Regions from separate parts of the Mus musculus genome. Here regions 2, 3, 4, 5 and 6 are each linked to region 1. A link is a contact called in public promoter capture Hi-C data. All regions are on one chromosome and are shown on one strand. Each heading gives the region's core, a stretch centred on a gene start, on an enhancer-like site or on the middle of the called end of the contact. The rest is flanking DNA. Distances are from core to core; before and after follow the strand shown.

Region 1 (4,520 bases), core at 703-3,202:
TGATTACCTGTCTTGTCTTTGTCAGTAGCTCCTTTCTTGCCCCCATCCCATCCCCTGCCCCCTTTCCTCCCATGGCCTGGTTTCCTCTGCCTGCCTTGTTCAGCTTGGCCTCTTTCCTCTCTCTGCTTTCTCCCTTGTATCTACCATAAAAATCCTCTCCTTACTTTAGGAGTAGTCATGTCCTCCTCCTTTCATTTCAGTTGTTTTTTTCATTCAGCTGGAACCCAGGAGATCCCCCTACACACACACTCACACACACACACACACACACACACACACACACACACTCACACACACTCACACTCAAACACTCACACACACTCACACACACACTCACACACACACTCAAACACTCACACACACACTCACACACGCACTCACACACGCACACACACACTCACATACACTCAAACACTCACACACTCACACACACGCACTCACACACGCACACACACTCACTCACACACACTCACACACACACACTCACACATGCACACAAACACTCACACGCACACTCACACACACACACATATTCACACACACACTCACACACACCCACACACACTCACATACACACATACTCACCACACTCTTGTGGCTGCTCTTTAATGGCAAAAGTGTAACATTTCGGGCAGAAGATACACTGCTTTATATGATTGTACTTTATCTTACTGCTTTGTCTTTTTCCCCTTAACCTAACTTTTAAAGAAAATTTGGTTCTACCTTTCACCAACTACTCTAAAAATTTCTCAGCCATTAGTTGAGAGAGGGAAGAACTAGATACTGAGGTCTGAAAACCCACCGGTACTGGTTTAATTGATTTAGCTCAGCTATTAGTCTTATTCTTACTTATTTTATTTCATTTGTGTTATTTTGAGACAGGGTGGCCTGTATCCCACACTGGCTTCAGACTCCCTGTGTAGCCAAGGATGGCCTTGAACTACTATTCTTCCTACCTGCACTTCTCAAGTGTGAAGATTGCAGGTCAACAGTGCATTTGTGTCAGGCTCACTATGAAGCCAAGGTTATTCTTGAATTCAACTCCTCCCTACCGTGGCATCTAGAGTGCTGAGGCTATAAATTGAAGCCTCTCATTTCCTGAAGAACTTCCTCTTTAACTGTCTTCTGATTCTGCATTAGAAAATTAAAAGAAGAGACACAATTTTTTTTATCAGTTACTCTTTTTCCATTGGCATCATTTAAGCAATGTTTTCCCTAGCCTGTAACCACAAAGAAAATCAGAGATGAAAAATCCCAAGGAATGTGGACACATTATAAATGTTATCAGAGGACATGTTAAAAGACAGAGGAAAAGGCTGGAGAGATGACCCAGTGGTAAAGAGCAGTGACTGCTCTCCCAGGTGTCCTGAGTTCAATTCTCAGCAACCACAGGGTGGCTCACAACCATCACAATAAGAGGGATCTGATGCCCTCTTCTGGTGAGTCTGAAGTCTGCTACAATGTACTCATAGACATAAAATAAATCTTTTAAAAAAATGACAGGAAAATTGACTCCAAAATGACAACTAGGAGCATTGTGGGATAATTGATTACTACTTCCTTGTTTAAAATTTGAGGCACTTTCTAGGAAGATAAGTATTTGAGACACGGATTCATACAGCTGCACGTCATGGGTGGTTGCAGGATAAATATTAACTTGATAACATGTTCTTTCTAGGCTGTCTCACGGACCTAGTACTACAGGCATCTTCAGCCAGTTTCCTGCCTCCTAGCAGCCACATTTGAAGTATTGTCGGAAGATCTGACCTCCCGCCTCTTGTCTTTTCCCATGATTCCTTCCGCACTAGTTTCCCGTGAACCCGAGGACTTCAAACAGCCATACTACAGGCCCAGGGAAGGCAACCCGCCCCATTAGTTATTATTGGCCAGTCATGGTTAGTCCCGTCCTACATGCTCAGGAAGAGGCGTTTGATTGGTTACGAGCGTGGCCGGAATCTGACGTATTAGGGGGCGTGGCTCAGGCTCAGCTTTCCACCCCCGTACAGCAGCACCATGTACCGCGCACTCCGTCTCCTCGCGCGCTCGCGTCGCCTCCTGCGGGTTCCGTCCGCCGGTGCTGCAGTGTCTGGGGAAGCGACCACCCTCCCGCGGTGTGCTCCGAACGTCGCGCGAATGGTGAGCGGGCATCTCGGGACCCGGCCTCCCCGGGGTGACCTTCACGTCAGAGTGTCCCGGGTGTCCCCGCGGGCCGCGCCTGGGCTCGGCGCCGGCCAGCACGCTCACCATCCGCCCCGGACGCGGCCTCCAGCCGAGTGTGTTGGGGCTGCGGGCAGCGCTGAGGGACGCGCTCCTTCCTGCTGGGGAGCCTGAGTGTCAGGGCAGACCTGCCCAATGCCTGAGCTTGCAGAGGCCTTCGGTCCAGGACACCTTCTCTGGGAAAGAGCGTGCACGGAGGCAGAGGGTGGGGGATGCCGGGGTGCAGGAGTAGCCCGAGGAAAGGGGAAGCCCCTTCCTTGTCCAGATCGCAAGCCCTGCTGGCTGGACACAGACAGGATGCTCCCCTAGGCTAGGGTCTGGCTTCTTGGTCCACCAGGGTGCTCTTTCCTGCTTTCAGGCCCTCGAAGTGGATGAAGCCAGTGTGTCTTCTGAACGGAAAGGCTTTGCTTCTTACTAACTTGACTATTTAGCTTGTGAGGTTACATGTGTTCTCTCTCACAACTGGGTGTAAAACTCCGAAATCCATAAATGTGGACCTAGGAACATAAGTACTCGGAAGCATGCCTGAGCAGATTGGATAGGACCGAACAATTGCCCTAACCAAGATTTTGTATTCAGAAAGACAGCTAAAGGAACTTAAGGGGCCAGGTCCAAGGTATGGCATGCTTCGTTAAGCCCCTGTACTGTTTAGAGTTCTTTAGAAAACGAAAAATGCGAGTGTGTATGTACTGTTAGGAAAAGTTTGAGAAATGAATAGTTAGGAAGACCACTCCGAAGTGTAGCATGTCTTCTGTAGTGTGGGGTGTGATTTCAAGTCCTACTGCTGCGTTCAGGCTTTGTCCAGTTTCTACATGTAAAGCTGAGATAATTACAGAGGCTCAGCAAGATAGAACTTGGGGAAAACACTGTGCTTCTTAATTAGACCTCCTTTAGTGTCCTTAAAAGGGCCAAGACGTTCTCTCAACTTCTAGACGCTTGAATGACAACTCTGTACCGTCTTGGGGCTTGGGAGATGACACCAGTGAAGAATCCATCAGGTGGTTCACACCCACCTGTAACATCAGCTTTAGGGGACCTGTAACACACTCTTAATAACCTCGACATATGCGTGTGTGCAAACATACATACACACACACACATATGCACCCATGCACACACAGACACACACTAACATAAATCTTGGAAAGAAGCTATGAAGTCCAGGTTGCTTAAAGTTCCTGGAACTTTGCTCTGGTGATTTTAATGCATTCTAAAATCTCTTTTAAAAAGACTGGGTTTCTTTTTGTTTTAAAGCTTGTTTAGGGGAACAGGAAAATGGAATGAATCTATCATGGCAAATATGAAAATAGCAGTTTCTTGCTTAGGGTTATAGTGTCAGAAAATAGGATCAGTATACTTTTCTTTTTCCATGGTTCCAAGGACATTTCTTGCCCTTTAGCCCCCTTGTAATTTCCAGCAAGCCTGCTGATTTTGTTAAAAGTTGTTCTCTAGTATTGAGAAATTCACATGACCCTGGAAGCCCTGTTATTTAAAAGGACACTTAAGAGTTCACCTGAAGTGCGTCATGTGGAGGTATGACGCATTGTTGACGACTTCTCTGCTTGGGGCCATGTAAATATGATGGTTCATTTATGCTTAGAATGCAGAGGCTGTTGGCAAAGATTACACAAAGGGCTGTCGAGATGGTTCTGAGGGTCAGAGTCTCTGCTCTACAACGTAGGGAAGGAAGGTTTGATTCACAATTCCCGGGTGCAGTACTACATGGCAGGGCCGGCATGACAGCAGGAGCTTGAGGTAACTGGACACACTGAGTGTGAACACACTGGGTACACAGTCAGGAAGCAGAGAGAGCATCACTGACACTCAGATTGCTTTATAACTTAAAAAAATTTTTTTTTTAGTTTTTAAATTAAAAATATAGCTATAATTTCCCCTTCCCTTGCCTTCCTCCCATGTACCAATCCCCTTGCTCTATGTCAAAATCATGTCTTTTTCTTAATGGTTAGTGTGTGTGCATATGAGTGTGTGTTAGTTAATTTTCTGTTGTGATAAAACACCATGACCAAGGCAACTTATAGAAGGAAGGGCTTAATTTAGAAGCAGAGAGAGCAAACTCAAAATGTTAATAGCCTTTAGGCTCTCCAGTGACATACTTTGTCAGCAGGGCCACACTTCCTCAGCCTTCCTAAACAGGACCATTATCTGGGTACCAAGCATCCATATGCCTGAGACTATGGGAGACATCTTGTTCAAAGGACCACAGTATATAAATGCCTGTCTGTACAAGTGACACAGTGGAGTGTTGCTCATGTACGTATGATTTCAGGACTGAGCACTTGGCA
Region 2 (4,520 bases), core at 859-3,358, 3.0 Mb after region 1:
CAGGAGAGAGGACACACTGAGAGCAGCCTAGGGGCTCATTAGAGAAGAGAGTCTGCCTCCCACTGGAGAAGACAGGCTTGGAGCTGGATAGGAAGGAGATAAGAGACGTGCACGGAAGGGCGAGGAGAGACGTGGAAAGTTCTTCCCTGACACGTGGAAGGTAGACAGAGAAAGCAGAGAACCCAAGAAGTGATCTGCCCACACGGACAGTTCCTGGAAATGTTACTTCCAGACACAGCTGTCTGCCGTCAAGGTTCGTTCCCACTGAGCCAGAGCAGGCAATCCACCTCGGAAAGGAGAAATCCTTCCATTTTGCTGATGCCGTGGACAGCCCTCCCGCTGCCCGGTTGCTGAAACAATGGACTCCACGATCCTGGAATTTCCCCCGAGAGCCTCACGCAGGAGAAGGGAAAGACTGGGAGCCTGGTGTTTGAGAGATGGGGAACTTGTCTCCTTGTATGAGAGACGAAAGCAGAGGCTAGGGTGAAGGGGGGCATGGAGAACCACACCTTGACCAGGAACACTCAGTTATACATAACTCTTACCTTCTACCTAAGCCTAATCCTCATACCAGGACCCTAAAGATAGACTTGGGTGGTAGGGACTGGACCTCCTTGTTTCTCTCACTAATGTAGCACACTGAATAAACCACCTCCCGCTTTCACTAGCAGGTTTATTTAATTGGCCCATTGAAGAGACAAGTAGCCCATCTTGGCTTGTTATGGCTCCCAAGGCCCAGATTTTCACCCTAATGACCAGCAACCAAGGGAGGGTAGGATGTCTTCATACCCAGGTCTTGTGGGCTTAGGTCAGTATGTCCCTAGGCCCCCGGTTAAGAAAATACCCAGGGTTTTAAACACAAAATGTTTGGAAGAATGTGAAGATGGCTGTGTAACACTGTCATTTCCTGGATGACTGTAGGAAAGTGTGCCATTAAAAGATTCTGGAGAGGGGGACAGAACAATGGCTCAGCAGTTAAGAGCACTGGCTGCTCTTCCAGAGGTTCCATCCCCAGCACCTACACGGCAGCTCACAGCTGTCTGTAACTCCAGCTCCGGGAGTCCTGACACCTTCACACAGATACACATGCAAGCAAAACACCAATGTACATAAAATAAAAATAATAATAATTTTTAAAACAAGATTTCGGAGCTGGAGAGATGGCTCAGCAGTTAAGAGTACTGACTGCTCTTCCGGAGGTCCTGAGTTCAAATTTGAGCAACTACAAGTTGGCTCACAACCAGCTGTAATGGGATCCGATGCCCTCTTCTGGTGTGTCTAAAGACAGCTACAGGGCACTCATATACATAAGATAAACATTTTTTTAAAAGAGAGAGAGATTCTGGAGAATGGTATCTTCCTTAGCTTCCTCGGTGCCTCAGTTTTCTCATCTCTAAAATGGGGTTACTGTGATCACCTACCTTATGGCGATTAATTAACATATATAAAAAGTATTTGCACAAGTACCTAACACAAAGCAAAAGCTTAAATGTTGTTAACCCTTATGTTGTTGATAGTGGTTACTATATTACCCTGAGTACCATTTCCAGTGCCACATATTTCCCCACCCCCCATCCTTTAACTACTGTCGGCAGTAGAAAAATAAAACTTTCTATTGTCTGGGACATAGTAGTTCCCTCTTACTTCAAGAACTCAAGAAGACAGCAACCATGACTGCTTGGTCATTGAAGAGATTACCTACTCACACCCGCGCCCAGGCAGAAGTAGATTTTTCTATCACTATTTAAACCCCTTGTATAAAAACTATGAAGAGACCAGGCCGTTAGGCGGCTGGCCCACGATGCAGTAGCTCCAACGCACCACCAGGGAGCAGCAGAGCCCAGCCCTGGGCTGTTTTCTCTACAGGAGCAATTAATTGGTTCCAGGCTTCCTTAGTGCCTTCACTCCCCGCTGCAATAATCACGCTTGTTGTTGATTACCCAGCCTATCAACGAGTGCCCTGCTCGCGTCCGTTGGGCTGTAGGGTTTCTCTGCCTGCCTTGGAGCCGTCTTAGCCCCGCCCCCGCTGTTCAGCCAACCCTGGGTGGGGAGGAGCGTCACGGGGGAGGGTCCAAGAGACTACGTGGCCCGCTAGGGCAAGTGCTGAGCGGGGACGGAATCCAGCCCCAGAGGGGGGGTGACCCAATCTCCCGGCAGAGTAGGAAAGGCCAGCCTCGCCCTGAGTAAACTCCCCCCACGATGGGCGTGCAACCCCCCAACTTCTCCTGGGTGCTTCCGGGACGGCTGGCCGGACTGGCGTTGCCCCGGCTGCCCGCGCACTACCAGTTCCTGCTGGACCAGGGTGTGCGGCACCTGGTGTCCCTGACGGAGCGCGGACCCCCTCACAGTGACAGCTGTCCCGGCCTCACGCTGCACCGAATGCGCATCCCTGACTTTTGCCCGCCGTCCCCGGAACAGATCGACCAATTTGTGAAGATCGTGGACGAGGCCAATGCCCGGGGAGAGGTCAGCACGCTCGTGAGCCAGAGCGAGAGGGCGGGGCCTGGAAGGAAATGAGTGGGCGGGGCCGGAGCTGGAGTCCGAAAAGAGTGGGAGAGCCTGGGGTTGGGGGCGGGGGTGACAGGGCTAAGTGGGGTGGGAGCTAGATGGACCCACTCCCTGACTAAAGTCAACTATGCTGCTAGGAGAGGTGGTGCCAAGTAGGCTGGAGAGAGAGTACTGTCAAGTGAAATCCTTCCAGGAGTCCAGGGAGCGCCTATGTCAGACGGAATCAGTTCAAAGCCCTTTTACTAGAGGTCCAAATGTCATAGAGACACACTTGTAATTTTAAATTTTACTAGCAGCTACGTTTTAAAAAAAAAACAAAAACAAAAAACGAAAAAGATGAAAAAGAAGCAGGTGAAGTTAATTTTGTACTAATCCAATAAGTCAAAAATATTATTTCAACATAGAATCAATATGAAACAAATTATTAATGAGGCATGTCCAGTCTTTTTCATGCCGCATCTTCAGGGCCTGGTAAGTATTTTGCACCTCAGCTCAGTTTGGACTGACACATTTCAGGAAAAATAGCACCACAAGTGGCTGGATGTACTATACAAGACAGCACAGGATAGAGGCCAGGCGATGTAGGCTGAGAGCCCAAGTTGGAACCAGCCATTCCAGAGGCCTCCTAGTCACCTGTCCTCCCACAGCTTTGATGTCACTTCTTGGAGAGCCTGTGATGTGTGGGGTGAGGACAGGGGAGTATTGGGGAGGGCATTGGACTCTACTCCATCAGTCTCCACTTCACAGGCTGTTGGAGTGCACTGTGCCCTAGGCTTTGGCCGCACTGGCACCATGCTAGCCTGCTACTTGGTGAAGGAGCGGGCTTTGGCCGCAGGAGATGCCATTGCTGAGATCCGGCGCCTGCGACCAGGATCCATTGAGACGTATGAACAGGAGAAGGCCGTCTTCCAGTTCTACCAGCGAACAAAATGAGGACTTCAACAGCCCGCCTTTCCCCCTCCCCAACTCCTGCGGCCAGGGAGGAAGGGGAGTGAACTAAAGTACTGCATCCTTCAGGTCCCTCTGACTCCTATTGGACAAAAGTAGTCCTTCCCCAAAGCCATAACGTGGCCGGCAGGATGGCCGAGACCCCACAAAAATGAGGTAATAACTGATAAGAACTCATCACCGCTGCATAGCATGTACACAGCACTCCCAATACATCTGGGTGGTTGAAAAGACAAAAAAAAAAAAAACAAAAAAAAAAAAAAAAAAACCACTTCTGTTCTTTGGATGAGGTGTCTAGAGTTCAGAAAGGCCTCCGGTCACAGTTCTGGGAAACAGAAGGATAGGCCAGGACTCCAGCACACACCTTTGTCATCCTGAGGATGATGGGATTCTAAGTGCTGTTCCCTGACATGTGATAGAGGAGAACTGGTCAGTGAAGGAGACCCATGTCCCTGGCCACATGGCCTCCAAGCAGCCTCAGGCCGCTGCACTCCTACACCAGCAGTGCCCCCTTGACATCACCCCTTATGTAGGGTCATCCGTCCTACCTGAGCCACCTTTGTTCTCTCAGGGTACAGAAGACCTGCATATCGTGCTACAGATGAGGTCTCTCTCTGTCTTATCTGTTTCTCTCTTGGTCTCCCCCTCCCACTCTCCCTCTTAATCTCCCTCTCTCCCTCCCCCTTCCTCCCCCCACCAGGGCTGGCCACCTCTTACCAGCCTCAGGTGACTCAGCTCATCTGTCACCTCCAACCCCTATGTCGTCCCCAGCCTCAGACCAACGAATGCTGAAACTGTGTCTTGGTGGTTTTAGAGTGGATATTAAGTGATCAAATAAATAACTCTGGGACTATGAATCTTGGCCATGTTTCTCAGGTGTTATCTTCACGTCTCCCCTGTTGGACTCCACCCAGCCGCAAGCGCCACACTTTAGACTTTCTGAGAGATGAGATAAGTGTCATTCATGAGCCCAGTGGACTCTTCCATAATGGCAGTCTGAATCCATGCCCTATCTTCCATAATAGGCTGAACTGAGTAAGGGAGACTCTGCGTGTCTGTGTGAA
Region 3 (4,520 bases), core at 781-3,280, 2.8 Mb before region 1:
GAGGAGCAGGGTCAGCTGGGTGCTTTCTCTGCTTCTCTGAGCTAGCAAACTTTCACCACAGATTCTGGCTCCCGGGTTTTCATTGGTAAAACCAAATGATTTAGATTTTGTTTAAAAAACAAAACAAAACAAAAAAAAAACCCAAAAAACAAAAAAACAGATGGCTCAGAGGTTAGAAGCACTACCTGCTCTTCCAGAGAATCCTGGATCAATTCCCAGAACACACATGGCAGCTCACAACCATCTGCAACTCCAGTTCTGGGGGATCCGACACCCTCACAAGGACATACACAAAGGCAATACACCAATACACATAAGGTAAATTAATTTAAAAAATAATTCATCCCCTAATGATTTTCTCCTTTACTTTTTTTGAGGGGGGTAATAAAAGTATAACTAAAAAAAAAAAAATACTTTCTGGGGAAGCTTTTTTTTTTTTTTTACCTAAAACTTTTTTTTTTTTTTTTTTTTGAGACAGGGTTTCTCTGTGTAGCCCTTGTTGTCCTGGAACTTACTTTGTAGGACCAGGCTGGCCTCGAACTCAGAAATCTGCCTGCCTCTGCCTCCCAAGTGCTGGGATTAAAGGTGTGCACCACCACCCCCGACTCACCTAAAACATTTTTTATACAACATATTTTGATCATATTCTTTCCCTTCCCCCAACACCTCACCGACACTCCCTGCCCTCTAACTTCATATTCTTTGTAAAAACAACAACAAAAAAGTAGAATAAAACCTTCCATTTCTAAAATAGCACCACAAAAATCTTGATACCTTAGTAGAGTTAAAACTCTATACTACAATGCCGACTTCTGAGATTAATTTTACCATCTATAAATCACAGGTCATCAATAAGATCTCTAGCTGCCAGGAGTGGTGGCGCACGCCTTTAATCCCAGCACTCCGGAGGCAGAAGCAGGCGGATTTCTGAGTTCGAGGCCAGCCAGGTCTACAAAGTGAGTTCCAGGACAGCCAAAACCAAAAAAAAAAAAAAAAAAAAAATCTAGGGTCTCAAGTTTCCCTGCTGGGTTCCTGTAATCACCATGACAATGGACTAAACAACTCGTGTAAATATTAGTTGTTAACCTAACTACTGTGTTCCAAACCAGAGGGTGGGGGTGGGGGTGGGGGAATACAAGAGGGAGGGGAGAGAGTCAGCAAAGATGGAGTGTTACTTTCACTTTTTTTGCAATGTTTGCCATTTACTATTTTAGGGCTTGCTTGACTATTTATTTAGCGGTGATGTTGTCAATTTATCACGTAATGGCTGTTGAGTCACAGATCCGATTTTAAGTCATTCGGCTGGGTTAGCAACAATTCAAAAGGTCTTGCAGTTCAACATGAAACATTAGTTTTTCGGGTCCCCTGAGGCCTCTCGGGTACCCGGCCGGTCTGGGCGGCCCGACAAGTCCCGGCTGGGTTTTCTTTAAAGTGATTAAAGTGCGTGTTCCTTATGCAAGGCTCTAGCGCGACCCGGGCCGCTAGGGCCCAGTCTGACCTGGAGGCTGCGCTCCGCCTGGCGGAGGAGGAGGCAAAATGGAGGCGGCTGGGGCCGGGTTGGGCCGGGCTGGGCGGGGTTTCGGCACAGCCGCAGAGGATCCCGCCAGGTTCTAGTCGCAGCTCCAGTCCTCCATGAGGCCGCCCTCCGGGTTACCCACAGCCCACCCAGACCGCGGCTGGCGCCCTCACGGGGAGGGGAGGTGCCAGGGACAAGGACGCCATTATGAACCTCCCCGGCGGGGGCTACAACAGCCCGCGCAGACCTCTCGAGGGGACGGGAGGGCGGACGGTGGGGACGCGGGCTGGCGCCGCTTTTCAGCCCACTGTCGCCACGCCGAGGGGCTCAAGATGTTGGCCGGGGGGCGCTTCCTCAGGCGCAGAGGCGACGTCGTGGCACCCCAGGCAGGGTCCTACCTGTCCCTTCCGCGTCCCTTTCCTCCGCCATCTTGGTGCGGAGCCGGTCGCCCGGGAGACATCCAGCACGAACCCTGCGGGACCCCGCGGGCGGAGAAAGCCCCTGGATGCACGGTGGCCCCCCGATCCCCGCCCCCACCAGAACCGAGGCCCGCGTTCTTTGGGCCTAGGGGCGTCATTTATTAACAAGGCTCCGGAACCCGCCTGGGCCTGATTGTGACTGTCAAGGACGTAGTGTGCCTTGCTTATTTCTTTATTCATTTCTTTAATTACTTATTTTATTCAGCTTTTTTTTTTCCCGGCCGTCTCAGGTGCGCCCCAGAACCGGGCGCAGACCTGGCGGCCCCTTACACGGTCCCTCCCCGAAAAGCGTCCGCCCACCCCAACCCCACCCGAGCCAGGCCTTGTGGCTCTCTGGCGTCACCCTCTCCTGAGCGGAGCCACTCTGCCAGTCACGGAACTGGAGCGAAAACGGACATGGGCCAGTGCAGGAGGAAGCCCAGCCTTTCCCCGGGATCGCAGAGAGAGAGAGAGAGAGAGAGAGAGAGAGAGAGAGAGAGAGAGAGAGAGAGGACTTGCTGTAGAAAAACATGTGCAAAATAGGCGCAAACACTGCGTCGCCAAGGCTGCAATTTCTGATACAAAATAGTGTTCTCATAGCAACAAATAAATTGACGGTCTGTTCTCAGGGATACACACATTTTGTATGTTGATGGTGCAATTTGGCATGACCTTCCGATGAGAATTTTGAGTACTGAGAAACTTGGCTATCGCGTGTTTTGTTATTTGATGGATAAGCTCAGAATACTAAGATTCTCCCTTAAATGAAACCCCCCCAAAACAAACAAACAAACAAACAAACAAAAAAAACCCAACAGTTTTGAAATGTCTAACAATGTGACTCAAATTAATATCTAGTTTTAATCTTTAATGATAATTTCATGGTATATGTGTACTTATTTAAATATTTTTGTAAAAGTAACTAAATGTAGAGGCCTTTGTTTTGTCTTGATTTTTCTTTAATATAGTTATTTATTCACTTTACATCTCAGTATTTTATTTTTTATTATTAGTTTTTATTCATCGAAGTTCTGTAATCTCAGTGAATGAACCCTCAAAGCAGGCCAACTGTACTCTTCATTAAAATATTTTTTTCTATAGGCAATAAAGATTTGATGAAGTGTCTAACTACAATTTGAATAATCAGAAAATGGTGCATATCAAGCAAATTTCCCCAGCACTCAGGAGGCAGAGGCAGGCAGATTTCTGAGTTCGAGGCCAGCCTGGTCTACAGAGTGAGTTCCAGGACAGCCAGGGCTACACAGAGAAACCCTGTCTCAAAAAAACAAAAACAAAAACAAAAACAAAACAATAAAACAAAAAGAAAGAGAAAGAAAGAAAGGAAAAGAAAGAAAAGAAAGACTTCCAAGATGAACTCAAGCATACAGTAAATTAATCACCCCAAAATATGGAAGAGTAATTTATATTAATATTTTATTTATTTTATATTAATATTTTATTTATTTTATATTAATATTTACATTCTGTGTGTTCCCCTTACTCTCCCTGAAGATGAAGGACTTTGTAGCAAGTATGGGAAGGAAGAGAACTGTCCCTTCCTGATGGAAGGTGACCCTGAGCATTGCCTGCCCCTTATCTTTACCTCCTCTTCAATGGTCCCATAGGCAAAGTTTTCAAAATGTTTATAGTGCTTTTATTTTATTTACTTGTTTCTACCACATACATTTCCAGCCAGTAACGTTGTTCTATACACTGGGACATTCTGACTGGAATTGTGTGTGAGAGATGTGTGTGTGTGTGTGCGTGTGTGCGCACGCACCTGTAGCTTGTAGTTTGTGTCTTTGCTTTAGTGTTTTGTATGAGGAAGGATTCTCTTTAGGTGCTCAGACTGGTCTTAAATTCCTGGGCTCAAGTGATGCTTCTGTTCAGCCTTCATGAGTTTCTAGAACTTCAGGTGCACACACTGACATCTAATCTGAAATAATATAGGTCTTAAAAATGAAAACAAGCTAGTGTTCTCAATGACTTTTCCAAGCCACTCAGATTCAATGAACTTACTGTAAGACAGATTTTCCTCTTGCTTTATATTTTTGTATCAATAAAAGTATTGGCAGCACATGGTAAAAAAATGGAATCCTTACATAAGCATTTGTTCATAGACCTAGTTAACATTTAAAAGTTAAGCAAATTTCTCTGTAACTCCCCTCCTAACATTTTGTACATTCTACTAAACTAATAAAGTATTTCATTTTAGTTATTCTAAATCATATTAGTTTGTACTCCTTTGAGTTCTTCTTGAAAATTTAAAACAATACCATCAAATCAGGTGAGGAAGTTGGGAGATGGAGGCAGGAGGATCAGGAGTTCAAGGTCACCCTCATACAGCAGTGAGTTCAAGGTCAGCATGATGATGGAGATTTTACTCAACTGTAAAAGGTACATGCTTACCATTCATAAAAGCCTAGGTCCAATCCCCAGCACCAATAAAAAGAAACTACAACCAAAAGGCTTGGACCTTAGGTAGTTAATACACTGTTGATCTAGGTTTAGCATTCACACCTATAGTCACAGCATTGGGAGGCTGG
Region 4 (4,520 bases), core at 511-3,010, 2.7 Mb before region 1:
CCTATGTACCTACCACCTGTATTCTTGCCTAGTTCAGATAGCTTAAAATTGGGTTTCTTGTGAGAGATTCCTTGCTTATCCTATCACCTACATGGTGGTTTCATAACTCCAGTTCAAGAGAAAACTAGGATTCAAGTTGACTGTCCATCCTTTTCCATTAAGTGTGTCATTGCAAAAGGAGACCTGGTTGGCATTAAATCTTTCAAGCTTCCTGTGGCAAGCTCATCAGTGGTCCTAAAAGCCAGTTTTGTATTGTACTCAACCAGTCTCCCCCCCCAAAGGACTGCTTTGTAATCCTTTCATTTGAAAGGATTTTAAATTTGAAAGGATTTTAAATTCTGTAAGTTATATCTGTGGGTGTCTGACTTGGGCTGCCACAAGAGCTCCAGAGACTTGAACAGAGGTGGTAAATAAGCACCTTTACCTTCTGAGGATTGCGCTTGCTTCCACATCTTAAGTCCTAATACTACCATTTTTCTGTTGCCTTGCAAGACTATATTAACTAGATGCTCCTGATTTTACTTGAGTACCCACACGCTCATGGCCACTGTTTAGGCAAAGATACACTTAGATTCCATCTCACCGGGAATCTTGAGAAAACATTTACAGTAATTGGCTTGCTGTTCCACTGGCCTGGGGATTTGGCAGTAGCAACGTTCCAGTAGCAGTGTCCCCTCCTTTTACGGATTTAACATTTGTGACCTGTTATCAGCTGAATACCATTTATTCGACTCCCTGTTTGTGAGACTATTCATCTGCTTATTTGGTCTTAGTCGGTTTTGCAAACCGACCAAAGTATCAAAGTATTTTCAAGTAGTTTCTCTTGCTTCCAAAATCTTTTCTGAGACAGGTTTTAGGTTTACTTTGTAGCCCTGGCTATCCTGGAACTCACTGCCTCCTAAGTGCCTGGTTAAAAGGTGTGCCCATCCCAAGCCTTCATGGCTTTATTTTTCAGAGCAGAGTCTTTTTGTCAAACCCACTGTTCAATTTCAGCAAGTCTAGATGAGCTATGAAGCAAACACTACATTTGACCTTACTTGTGCTAGCAAGTTTTCATTTGATAGGTAGTGTTTTAGTTGTTTAACAAAAGACATCTTTAGACACTTGACCATGGCTTAATTAGTCTCCACTTGGGACACCTTCCTGTAGCCATTCTATCAGGCCTAGCAGTTCATGGCCAAACTGCAGTTTTATCCCGGCTGGCTTAAATGGATGAAATTCGACTGTCCCGTTACCCCAGTAGGATGTCGGCTTCATGCAGAGTGGAGATTTCGTCTTTTTTAATAAGAGGTCAAACTGCAGTTCTCACATTGAACTAACAAATCTATACCTTACCTGTGAGTGTGCGCTCCTGTGTTGTGCAAGGAAAAGGACTGATTCACTTGCTGGCCCAGAACTCACCCCTGCCTCAGCCCTCAAAGTGGAGATTACTGGCATGCACCATCACGCCCAGCTCTCCAGAGTTTTCATTTCCCCTTTATTAGCCCTTTCTACCAAATCCAATGCTAGTTTTGGATTAGTCTCCGTTTTCTGACCCTGCAGGCCTGCTCTTCACTAGTTTAACTGGCAATTTAGATATATCCGGGATATGAGGACTAGATCGCTGATATACCTCGCGGCTATGGGATGGGTCTAGGAAACCGGGTCGCGGCCTGCGCACTGCACACCTCCCCCCACCCCCCCTTGCCCCATGGCGAACATTACCTTTTTCTCCGTCTCGTGGGGCTCCGGGGCGGCCGCCATGGGCACCAGTCCTCTCCATCGCCCCGCCCAGGCCCGCGACGGGAGCAACACGGGCTCCGCCCACCCCATCCCCGCGCGGCGGCGGCCATCTTAGGGAGCGTTCCTGGGGCTGTCCGGAAGCCCGCCCTGGCACACTCCTTTGTTCCATGGAACCGGCCACACTGTTTTCCAACCCGCAACCGACCATGAGGAACGCGAGTGGTGGCAACCTAGAGAAGCGCCACCGGTTCCTGTCTCGCAGGCAGGGTGGCCCGAGTCAAGGAGCACCGAGAAACTCGCTTCCCTCAGCCCCTCCTCCGCCTTAACCGCCATTTCAACCGTTGTGCGCGTCCCCGTGCTGGGCGCTGAGGGCGGAGCCGGGGCCGCGCGTCGCGCGCCGCTTTGTCCTCTTAGAGGGCGGGAGTCCGGGTTTGACGGCCCCCGCACTGCCGGAAGTCGCCTGGCGCTGTTTCCGCGGGCCTCGTTCCCAGCTTGTCCTTTGTCCTAGCTTTGGTGACCTTGACAACCTCCCGCACCCCCGCCTCGGTCCCTCGCGGCGGCCTTCCAGCGCCCGCCAGGCCCACGCCCCTCCCCCTCCGGCCCGCAGATTTAGGTTAAAAATAGCGCGCCGCTCGCGTGGAGGAGACTCAGGACAAAATGGAGGCGGCCGCTACCTAGGGGGCATGCGTCAGGCGGCAAGTGCCTTCCTTCGGGAGGGAGGCCGTGGGTGACGCGACGGTGACATAGCGGGTAGAAACCCAGACCGTGGGTCGTTTGGGTCCAAGTGTCAGCCAGTTCAGCAGGCGATGGCGACTCCGTTTTCGGGTTAATGTCCTGGCCCCGGCCTTTTGCCTTTCTTTGTTTACCTATTTCCCGATTTGGCCTCTTCCGTTCCAAACGGCCCTTCCCCGGAAAATGTCCCGGCCTGTCATTGTGCAGAGTCATGCCGCCTTTCATGTAACGTGCTGCACGCTACTTGCCCGTCAGTGTTAGCTGGGAGGGTCTCATCTTAATTACCATGCGGACTGCTTACTGTCTTATTCTTCATGCTCATTAACTGCTTTTCGCCAATCCCAGGGGGTAAAAGTGATTTATATTTCTCTTTATGCGTAGTAAGTTGTTTTTTGTTTTTAAGGAAGCTGAACAGTTACAAAGTGTATAATGCTCTAATATTACTAGGACTAGAAAAGGAACTGTTATCTTGACAGTTTGGGATACTCTACTGAAATTCTTGGCTAGCCAGGCTTTGAATTTTTGTCTGGAAGGTAATATTTAAGGTTGTAATATTCCATAAAGGAGAGAGGAATTCTTTTGCATTCCTAATTGCGGTATAAAGGACGTAACGGGAAAAATACCGAGGAAATGGCGTTACCGTTTTACTTGTGACTGAGACGTTGCTAGAGTATACTGAGTTGGAGTCCATTTCACTTGTTTGAAAAATGTCATGGATTCGATAAAGTTTCTTAATTTAACGAAAATAGAATATTTTTCAGTTTTGTCTTTTAACAGTTAATAATGAAAAGTAACAAGCTCACCCTTCTCCTTCTCCCTGAAGGTGTGGATGAAAGAAAACGACTTTGAAGAGAATAGAGTTTATTCTGTAGTAAAATGTAAATGATCATGACCCAAGGACAGGATTCAAACTGCCCCCAAACCATATTCAACATAAAAGTGTTACAGTCTTATGAGTTTTATATGGTAACAAAAGAGATAAGACACTTCAGTTTATGGAATGTCTCTGGCTATTGGCCTTAGATTTCATCTGATGACATTCTCAGTCTTTGGGATTGGTGGAAGTTAGTGTTCTGTTTATACATTCCAGAAGGACAGTCACAAGGATAGATGCTAAGCTATACATAGAAGTGGGCAATGAATGGCTATTAAGGAGGCCAAGGATAGCCTAAGATAATTTAGCTCCAGGCTTGCAGCATTCCAGGTCTCTCCTGTCACAGTAGAATCAGCCTTGTAGAATTTTTAACTAAGGATTGGGGTGAGTGGTTGTGTGGTTTCCCCCTCATAGGAACTATAGTTAACAAAGGAGTTAACTGTTGTGTTCTTCCAATCTGTTTTCCTTCTCTTAATTAAAATTATTATGCAAATACATTTTGGAGTCATTTAAAATAACATTAGATGCAGATGTGTTGGCTCTGACCTAAAAGCCCAGCATTCTGGTTGAAAGAGTAGGTTTCTTGTGACTTCAAGGCCAGCTACAAAGTGAGGCTCTGTCTCACAAAAAACTGATAATAACAATGGAGGGTTTGAAGGTATAGCTCAGTGGGTAAAGAGTACCCAAGGCCTTGTTTTTGATTTGATACCCAGAACTGTTAATATATGCACAAAAAAATTTTAAAACCTACCAGAATACATGGATACATGGAGTAAAAACTAAAGCCTCCAATCTCCTATAAACATCTTTTTTACATTAACCTGATATGACCGAAGTGGGCCTGCTGCACCAGCGGCACTGTTTTCTACCTTTGGTTATTCTTGACCTGTGTGTGTGTGTCTGTAAGCACCTGGAGGTCTACTCCCTTCAATGGCTGCACAGTGTCCCCTTAAGCTTTTTGCTGCTGAATGACGTTTCTTTAGAAAGCTGCACATTTTTCTACTAATCCAAACCCAAAAAAACGTCAGCAAACATCTTTGAGCACACGCTAAAGATTTTCTGTAGAACACATTTCAAGATGAGGAAGCTGGCTCAAAAGCCTTGGACACGTTGTTAGGTCCTGCTGTTGTCCTCTCAAAAATGTTGCCCTTGTGATTCCCATGAATAAGCATGAGAGTGACTTTCCTCACTG
Region 5 (4,520 bases), core at 627-3,126, 2.2 Mb before region 1:
ATCACCGTTCATGTCCCAACTGGTGATCTTGATTCACTGTGTTACCTGTGCTCAGAGGTCTTAGTATAGCATAGATTCTCCGTACTTAATGATAAGACCAGTACTGGTACAGTAAGTACTCCTATTATAATCACACCTGAAACCCTGCCCACCATAGAATTCAAGCAGAGACTGGTCTGATTAGTATATGAGTAGGAGAACTATGCAATGTAAAACTGGACTTTATAGATGCTCGGTGATCAGGACACTGGGAGACAGCACACAGGATATGATTCTATGCCATATGGATTTGTTTGTAATGGTGAGTATTAAATCCTAGGTCTTACATGTGCTAGCAAGCAATGAGCTACATTCTTTATTATTAGTCTTTTTTCAAAGCAATTATTTCCTTTACCAAAATTTAATGTCACAGTTTGGGTTGCAGTGAGAACATTAGATCAGGGCTGGAGAGGCAGCTCAGTAGTTAGGAGCACGTGCTGCTCTTCCAGAGCATCTGGATTCCCTCTTTAGCACCTGTTGTCTCAGTGGTTCTCAACTTTCCTAATGCTGTGACCCTTTAATACAGTTCCTCAGGTTGTGGTTGCCCCATCCCCCAACTATACAATTACTTCACTGCTATTTTATAACTGTAATTTTGCTATTGTTGTGAATCATAATGTAAATACCTAACAGATATGACATCTGATATGCAGTCCCTGTGAAAGGGTTGATTGACTCCCTAAGGGGGTCTCAACTCATAGGTTGAGAACAGCTGTATTTTCAGATGTCTCACGACCACCTGTTGCTCTGACTCCCAGGGATCTGAGGCCCTCTGCTGGCCTTCAGACAGACAGACAGACACACAACATGGTATGTGACCTCTCACACACAAATAATATAAATAAGTAAATAAATACATAGATAAACCCACATTAGATAGACAATAGGCACACTCTGTAATCAGTTACAATTAAAACACTGAGAAGCACCTAGGCTTACTCAATCTGCAAACTGTCCAAAGTACCATTTTAACGCCCATGAGAGGAACTGATAAGCTATTTAAGAGTTCGAAGGTCTGGGGGGCGAATAACTCAGTGGTACAGTATTCGCATCAAATTACAAGGTTCTGAATTTGATCTCCAACACTTCAACAGAGAAAAAATGGGAGAAGAGAAATTGTTTTGTAGAACGAACGTATTTTACAAAATATTGTAAACTTTAAGGTTGTGGGGATCAAATAACCCAGGTACATTCGGATATGACATAGGCAATTGACTCATCTTTGTGCCCCAGATACTGTAAAAATGGGAAGAGTTAGGATGCTATCTCTAGATTTCATTTTTACTGCTTTTAGTTTGCACTTTTAGTCCCTTTTCAGTTCTAAATTTATTCGGCTCCACTCCAGCCTCCACATATTTTTAAATCCCAGTTTACATTTTGTAAGGGTATTTCATTCTTTAAGATACCCAAGTGTTTAGACACAGAAAACCAAATTGGCTTTTAGAGACCGAAACCAGCCAACCCTGACACTGTGGTGCCATGCCTTGGCCATCTCACAGAGCATTGCATGCTGGGAATTGTAGTTCCACACTCTTTCACCCCCTTCCCTACCGCGAGTTTGAAAGGCCAGAGGCTGGTGGGCGGGCACAGAGGGCGGAACTCTCCGTTAGCCCCGCCCCCTGGCCTCCGCTCTCGCGCGGTTCTCCCCGGAGCAGCGCGCCAAGCCGGGGATGGGGTGTGGCCTCCGCCCTGGGGTGGCGGCAGTTGAGGCCGTGGCGCCTGCGGGCCGCGCAGAGGCTTCGGCCTGCGCCAAGTGTGGTCCCGCCCTGAGCGGGCGGGCGGCGGAGCGCGGGGCGGGGCCTGGAGAGAGGGTGGCGGCCCTCGGGGCGGGGGCGGGGCCGGCCTCTGGCTCCTTCTTCCTCCGCATGTGGCTGGTGGCGGCGCAGCAGTTGGGTTCACGTTCCGTTCTCCTGCCCCGTCTCCTTAAGGCTCTTCTGCCCTGCCGGGAGCCATGTCGATCTCCGAGAGCAGCCCGGCGGCCACCTCCCTGCCCAACGGCGACTGTGGCCGCCCCAGGGCGCGGTCCGGAGGGAACCGGGTGACTGTGGTGCTGGGAGCGCAGTGGGGCGACGAGGGCAAAGGGAAGGTGGTGGATCTACTGGCGCAGGACGCCGACATCGTGTGCCGCTGCCAGGTGAGGGAAGCCGGGCCCTTTCTGGGACGGCCGGCGCGGTGAGGTGTCACCTTGAGGTGCGTCCCTCGGGCTGGGAGCTGCGGGGAACCCCTGCCCTGGAGTCTCCGGTGACGCTCCGGGTGACTCTGGAGGAACCTGGAAGATGCGCGATGTTGGAGCTGCATTTCGGGGTCTGGGGACTGGGCTGGCGGTGCGCCGCGGGCAGAGTTGAGGGAGCTTCCGCCCGAGGCCTGCTCGGGACTCTGGCTAGACCCGGCCAGGCCCACCCGCCGGCGCGGACTAGGAAGGGTCCTTTTCCCCAATTTCCCTGAAATCGAGATTCAGCACTGCATTACCTACAGGCTTAGGCACGCAGAACCTCGCCTCCATCGGTCCACTTTGTTGATAGCAGAATCCGCTACGGGGCGATGAGACTGTTTGGGGCCCTCCGGTGCTTTTGTTTGTTTTTTGTTTTTAACTCGTATTTCATAGACTACTATTAAGGGGAGATCTGTTTTTATTACTCACCGGTCCTTAAGGAATCCCCAGTAAGTTGAAAAGTGAGTGTGAGGCAACTAAATACGGAGATTTCAAGTCGGATAATTTAGAAATGTTTACAATGCTTCGGTAATATAAAAAGTTGACTTTCAGGAAATCCAGTGTTTCCTACCCGGAGACACGTGGGTTTTAGTGTTAGTTTTTTTTTTTTTTTTTTTTTTTTTTCTTATTAGTCATTTGCTTTGAAGCAGCCTAGAGGGTAGGCCTTTGAAAAAGGCTCTCAGAAAACTATCATCCCCGTTTCAGAATTCAAAATAAATGAGCAGTTCCCACATTCAAAACAAGGTGCAGTGTTGGAAGTTAATGGTGGCGTATTTAGATTGTAAGAATTTTTTTCTCCCTGAAGGTACATGGTTTTGTGTGGGGGTGCCTTGTGGTCTAGGCTAATCGTGGAAAGCTTTTTTACCTAAAATTGAAACGTATGAAGAAACCGGCCTGTAAAAGGCCAGGTGCTTTGACTTGGGTCATCTTTTTACTGTGTGTGGAGCCCTATTGCTCCAACTGCCGCTTTACCACCATTCTTCAATTCACAGGGTTCTTTCACAGGTTCTTTCTCTTCCAGCAGCTTGTCTGGCAACATGCATATTTAATGGTGCTCTCACAGGTGTTGGCCTGGAATCTGACTCGCCTAGGAGGTGATCCAAAGCCCAGCCTTCACCTTTCACTTTTAAAATCAGATCTGGTAGCTGGGCTGAAGATTTAGCAAAGCGCCTAAACTCTTGCGGGGCAGAAGGATGGACTTGAGGACTGCTTGCTTTTTTACTTGAAAATGTGCACAGGTCCAGCTGCGTCGAGGAGTAGTGTGTGGTTGTACAAAGCCGTTGTGGCACTTCTCTAAAAGGGTTTCAAAATAATAGACCTTTAAAAAGTTATAGAATCAGTTTGTAGACTGTCGGTGTTACTATGTTACCAAGAAAGTGTTCTTGAGGGAGGTCATGTATCAGTCTGATCTGATGACTCTGGAATCCCCAGAGGAAAGATTGAGGAGGAGGCCAGCCGAGAAGTAAATGGTCAGACTTCTCACTCTTATAAACTCCTTACTACTTACATAGTCCTTACATTTTGTTCTTGTGTGCTTTAGAATTTTTACTAATCTCATTAGCTGTAAGAAGGTAAAGAATAGACTTTAAGCATCTATCTTCCTTCCTTCCTTTTCTTTTTTTGAGACAGGGTTTCACTGTATTGTCCTGGAACTCAAGCTGTAGTCCTGGGTGGCCTGGAACTGCCTCCCAAGTTCTTAATGGCACCATTGACCCTGTAGCATTTCTCTTTTGTGATGATTCATCTTTGTAACTAACTTACTTGACCAGCATTAGTAACTCAGTATCTACTTAATGAAGTTCTCGTAGTTACAACACTGAAGATAGTGGAATGTATAGAGTGGAGAAAGACATTTAGGGCTTGGATTGATTTTTGAGTTTATTTCATAATTTGGGTTTTAGGTATAAAGAAAAAATTATGTCACTTACAGGAAAATGGATGGAATTAGAACATTTTGCTAAGTAAGACACACTTAGAAAGACAAATGTAGTATGTTTCCTCATCCAAAGGGAAAATTTTAAAAAGACAAGAAAGAACTATCTGGAAAGAGGAAGGAGAAAGGAGATTGGGACAAAGAGTGATGAATATGATCAAAGTACATGATCCATCTGTGTTAACGTGTCAGAATGAGTCAACCATTTGTACAGTCACTATATGCTAATTAAGTATATATTCAAACAGGTTTATATTAATAAAATGTATCCTGTGTTAGAGTGTACATGCCATTTCTCCAGAGAGAGAGAGAGAGGAAGAGAGGAGTGTGTGTGTG
Region 6 (4,520 bases), core at 951-3,450, 2.1 Mb before region 1:
ACTTTGGGGAAATGGCTCTTTGGAGCATTCCATGATCCTGAGTCTCATAAGTTGCAGTTTCTAAGACCCACCATCACTAGTAAAGTCTTTTTACTTCGGCAGTTTCTGACTTTGGGTTGATTGATATCACCTACATTTCTGATCAGCTAGCTGCAAATTGGGGTTTACCAATCCCTCTTTGAGTTTCATTAATTTGCTAGCTCAGCTCACAGTACTTGGGAAACCACGTGTACCTGCATTAACTTATTACAAAGGATTTTATAAAATGTACAGATAAATATACAGAGGGCATGTGGGAAGCCATGCAGAACTTCCATCTCCTTCCAACGGCCCACCCTCTGAGTACCTATGTATCCAGCTATGTAGACCCTCTCCATACCTGATACTTTTCAGTATGTATGGAAGTTTTACTACAAAGGCACAGGTGATTATATCATTGACTTTTGGTGATTCTAGCCTGAACCTTTCTCCTTACCTGACAAGTTATATAATGGGAAAATGTGAGTCTGAAACCAGGGCTGCAATCACAGTTGATCCCCCTGACAACCAGCTCCCATCTATTCCTAAGAGTTCCTGGCTATCAGTTAACTCGCTAGCACACAGAGACACCGATTAGAGATTTCAAGGGTTTTAGGCATCGTGGACTGCATTACTTTTCTTGTTATGATGAAATACCTGACACACCCAGAAATAAGGAAGAAAAGTTTTGTTCTGATCACAGTTTGGGGCTACAGTTTATCTTGGTGGGGAAGGGGTGGTGGCCGGTATGAGAGACACCTAGTCACATTGCATCCAGGGTCAAGAACTGAGAGAAAGGAATGTCCCACACCCAGTTCATGTGACAGTACCTCCTACACTGAGGGTGGAGTCCCAGACCTGCACAGAGTTTCGTTCTATGATGATTCCAAATCTTGTCAAGTTAATAATGAAGATTAAGTATCACAAGAGCCAAGAAACAAAGACAAAGTATCTGTTTCACAACTCTGAACTCTTTACAGACTTCCCTAAAATATAAATACACAAAGAGAAGTGCAAGAGCCTATAAACATATATAGCACACCAACAGTTAGCATAAGGAGGTTAAAATAGCCATATAAATATCAGATAAAATAGGTTAAAAAACTGTATGTGTTATCAATAATAATGATAAGAGGGTTAATAAATCGGGAAAGATGTATTTGTGTGTGCTTTGAGTAAGAGCATTTCAAAGAGGAAGCAAAAATTATCTATTTGAAATAGACACTGAAGTAATGTTGAAATTGTTGCTGGAGGTTTCAATATCCATCTCTTGGCAGTTGATAAACAGTTAGTCATAACCATCAGCAAGGACTCAGAAGCTCAAAACAAATTACTATAAACAGACAGAACACCATGCTTAACAAAGATAGGATAAATCCAGGAGCAAATGATGCATCTAGCAAGATAGTTGAGGTTCTAGGTGTGTTAAGAGCAAACAATACAACTAGCAAGACAATCCAGGTTCTGGGTGTGTTAGGCAGCTTTTAGTTGCTTCGGTAAATAAAGTAGAGAGTTCAGTGTGTGGTTCAACAGCTTCCCTGCTGTGGGCTCAGGAATTGACCAGGAAGGGGAGAGAGATCTCTCTTGAGCATCACTTGAGCCCAGGAGGTGGAGGTATGCCTGGGCAGCATAGCCAGGTTCTTTCTCAAAAGTGAAATTACAAAAATAAAATTGAAAAGTTTGAAGAGGAAAGAAGAAAAAAAAAAAGAACGGGCTTTCTTCTCCTATGAATGTGTATGTTTTCAAACAACCATAAGGCGGTTGTAGACCACACGCCTGTAGTGCTAGGAAACTGATCTGTCTTACACATACCAAGCATGCCTCTGCTACCAAGCTATATCCCCAGCCCTGACATTTATCTAAAATCAAGAATACTTTTACTGAACATTACTGAATGTCCTAGCCAATGCAATCAGATAAGAAAAAGAAATGAAAGATGAACACATTGAACAAAGAGAAATAAACAGCTACAGTCACAGAAGACTTTGTCTGCCACATAGCCAAGCATCATTCAGGGCGTCTGCCTGTGCTGATGGGGCTCCTTGAAGGCTTACAGGAAGCTTAGATTTTCATTTGAAGTCCTGAGAGTAATCAAAAAGACAACACAGAGTAGTGCGTCATGGAGCTTGTTTACAAAACCAAATGCAATAGTGTTTTTTTTTCTTTTTTTTTGATGAGCACAAAGTACACAACCAAATCAAAGAGTAGATGGAGAAAGATTATTCCCTGTACAGTGTTTCCCTAGGCAAAGGGAATCGAGGAGCTTTTACTAGAGAAACTCCCACAGACTCATGTAAGAAAGGCTTGTCATCACACTTACCATCACACGTAGAAGCAGACACATTCCCAAGCATGCTCAGTTGGAAATCATGCATTGCGTTTTCATAAAACATGGCAGAATGGAAACTGGATGGAGAAGTTTACACTATAATGAGCAAAACTGGCGGTAGATGCCCTAAGGAAGTTGGTAGGTACCTGAGTGTTTGAACTGGAAACAACTTTGTGCAAAAAAAGGGAAGCCTGTGTTGGGGCTAGAGACAGCTCAGTGATTAACCATGTTTATCACCAAGTGCTTGATGCTCTTCCAGGGGACCATAGCTCAGTTCCCAGCACCCATGCCAAGTGGCTCAAAACCTCCTGTAGCTCCACTTTTAGGGGAATATTATGCCTGTTTCTAGCTTTGGGCACCTATATTTCTGGCATCCATTGACTTCAAAAATTGGGTTGTGATTTATAATCTATATAATATAAATTTATTTTAAGTATAAGAAATACAATATACTCTAGTGAGTAGACAGGACTAATCGTAGCTGAAAATTGTGTTAAGAGCTGTCTATCAAGGGCAAATATAGGAAGGAATGAGGATGGGGAGGTTGGATTTTTCACTTTGTTTCACTGAGGTGATCTGGAACTCATTACACCCTGAACTCATGGTGATTCACCTGCCTCTGCTTCCCAAGTGCCACATTACCACATGTTTTCTTCCTCCCTCCTTCTTTCTTCCTTTCTTTCCATTTCCTTCCTTCCTTCCTTCCTTCCTTCCTTCCTTCCTTCCTTCCCCCCCCCCTCTCTCTCTTTCTGTCTGTCTTTCTCTCTTTCTCTGTTGAACCAGAGCCACACAGTGCCTTTCCAGCACTGAGTAACTTTGTTCTGACTTCAGATAATCCAAGCAGTTAAATAGGCATTTGAAATATAGAACTGTCAGAACACAGAGATGGAAAAGGTCAAGCCATGTGCCAGCAGATTAATTTCCTAACTTAATGTACCAAAGTACCTTATCTGAGGACTTACCTAAGGGAAAGTTGTCATTTCACAGTTCTGGAAGTTACAGTTGGAAATACAACTGGTCCTGATAAAGGCAAGACTGATACTGATAAAGGCTTCGGGGGGAGTCTGCCTGACTTTCCTTGGGGGAAGCATTTATCTACTTATGCCCTCTCCCATACAGGGTGCCAATACACCAGAGACAGGACTCCCTCCAAGTCCATCTGGGTGTGCATAAGTTCTCTGCGGTTAATAACAGAAGTGTGGGTGACTCACAGATGACTGTGCTAACAGGGAGCTCCCTGAGTAACAGCTACACTTCCAGTGAGTCCACCCCAGTTAGCTATTAACCCCTTCTATAGCTCTGATAGCTTTTCTAAGGATTGCATGGAGGCTCATGAGCACCAGGAACTTTGTGAGTTCGGTAAACCTTGTGAGCCTCCTCCCTCTCTCCTTGAGTGCTGAGGTCCAGCCTCATCCTGAGAGAGGGTCCAGAGGAAGGGGATGAATTGGAGCAGTGGAAGAGTGACTGAGAGTCAGTGATGGATGCAAGCTGACAGCTCTGTAATCTGCTTGAGAGAGCTGTGTCTTACAGTCCAAAGCCCAGCCTTTTATTTACTATGATTGCATAAACTACTTCCTTAGAAATTGCATAACATTTTAATCACGTACCCAGGTTCCCCTTTGATCATTCTACAAATCAGCCGTTTATGACCTTAGCCCCTTGACCCTTAGAAACAGAAATAGAAATACAGGGCACATTCAAAGCAAATGAACCAGAGAGCAAGTGCTTTTTTTTTTTTTAAAAACATAGCAAGTCCTATGTGGTTCTCTGGGCACAGCACTTGTGGTTGCCAAATCTAGACATAGAGGCTATTTTTATGTGAGAAAGTTAGCTTTAAGTATAGCACCTTTTATAATTTTCCCCACAATTTAGTGAGTCTTGTTTATGCCAATGCAAGCAACATTAAAGCTCATTTTTTATAGTTCTTAGCTACTTCAATATACTCTTTTTAAATTTTAATTTTTTTCTTTTCAGTCTCAGCAACTCCAAGTCTTATTATTGGAAAGTATTAAGCAATCCCAGAAAGTAGCAATATCATTAAACCTTCATCTTTTTTCTTGATATCAGACTTTTGTCCATCTCCAAACTCTCTATTTGGATCACACATACAACTACCTCCTTTAGGGAGTAGAATACCTGGATCAAATTTAGTTGTTGATGGCTTCAATGGAGG

What was found. Promoter capture Hi-C pulls out the DNA fragments that hold promoters and counts their contacts. Capture Hi-C pulls out chosen DNA fragments and counts their contacts.
Region 2: a promoter capture Hi-C map of liver shows a contact between it and region 1, with 2.6 times the contacts expected there. The contact joins the promoter of Dusp23 here to the promoter of Fh1 in region 1. A contact is called at or near these places in 4 of 39 promoter capture datasets (hippocampal neurons, maxillary cranial neural crest, pre-B cells and 1 more) and 1 of 9 other capture datasets (liver).
Region 3: a promoter capture Hi-C map of pre-B cells shows a contact between it and region 1, with 5 times the contacts expected there. The contact joins the promoter of Efcab2 here to the promoter of Fh1 in region 1. A contact is called at or near these places in 3 of 39 promoter capture datasets (liver and pre-B cells).
Region 4: a contact with region 1 is called in a promoter capture Hi-C map of liver, with 3 times the contacts expected there. The contact joins the promoter of Cox20 here to the promoter of Fh1 in region 1. A contact is called at or near these places in 3 of 39 promoter capture datasets (the C10 cell line, liver and pre-B cells).
Region 5: a contact with region 1 is called in a promoter capture Hi-C map of pre-B cells, with 7 times the contacts expected there. The contact joins the promoter of Adss here to the promoter of Fh1 in region 1. A contact is called at or near these places in 4 of 39 promoter capture datasets (the C10 cell line, hippocampal neurons, liver and 1 more), 6 of 484 Hi-C or Micro-C datasets (B cells, CD4 T cells, CD8 T cells and 3 more), 3 of 115 datasets of contacts at active chromatin or transcription factors (astrocytes, large pre-B cells and thymic regulatory T cells) and 2 of 9 other capture datasets (adipose tissue and liver).
Region 6: a contact with region 1 is called in a promoter capture Hi-C map of liver, with 2.2 times the contacts expected there. The contact joins the enhancer-like site here to the promoter of Fh1 in region 1. A contact is called at or near these places in 5 of 39 promoter capture datasets (the C10 cell line, embryonic stem cells, hippocampal neurons and 2 more), 1 of 115 datasets of contacts at active chromatin or transcription factors (astrocytes) and 1 of 9 other capture datasets (embryonic stem cells).

Annotation. Positions count from the first base shown.
Region 1 is chr1:175,623,067-175,627,586 of GRCm38.p6, reverse strand. It overlaps Fh1 (fumarate hydratase 1), which reads left to right and starts at 1,952. Exons shown (of 10, transcript NM_010209.2): 1 at 1,952-2,136. The coding sequence starts at 2,014.
Region 2 is chr1:172,630,562-172,635,081 of GRCm38.p6, reverse strand. It overlaps Dusp23 (dual specificity phosphatase 23), which reads left to right and starts at 2,108. Exons shown (of 2, transcript NM_026725.2): 1 at 2,108-2,466; 2 at 3,256-4,313. The coding sequence starts at 2,200. The coding sequence ends at 3,441. Gm35601 (a long non-coding RNA gene) reads right to left here and starts at 2,102. Exons shown (of 5, transcript XR_001779542.2): 1 at 1,941-2,102.
Region 3 is chr1:178,403,528-178,408,047 of GRCm38.p6, reverse strand. Efcab2 (EF-hand calcium binding domain 2) reads right to left here and starts at 2,030. Exons shown (of 7, transcript NM_026626.3): 1 at 1,915-2,030. The coding sequence starts at 1,945.
Region 4 is chr1:178,316,393-178,320,912 of GRCm38.p6, reverse strand. Cox20 (cytochrome c oxidase assembly protein 20) reads right to left here and starts at 1,760. Exons shown (of 4, transcript NM_025511.2): 1 at 1,705-1,760. The coding sequence starts at 1,743.
Region 5 is chr1:177,793,865-177,798,384 of GRCm38.p6, reverse strand. It overlaps Adss (adenylosuccinate synthetase, non muscle), which reads left to right and starts at 1,876. Exons shown (of 13, transcript NM_007422.3): 1 at 1,876-2,173. The coding sequence starts at 1,991.
Region 6 is chr1:177,710,596-177,715,115 of GRCm38.p6, reverse strand. The region is part of intron 3 of Gm30115 (a long non-coding RNA gene); the gene reads left to right. Among named protein-coding and RNA genes, the nearest start is that of 1700016C15Rik, 17 kb to the left of the region's middle. Within about 2 kb of position 2,200, at least 106 of the 459 cell types and tissues checked have an H3K27ac peak or open chromatin away from gene starts, as enhancers often do. A contact at or near this core is called in liver, where this site is marked.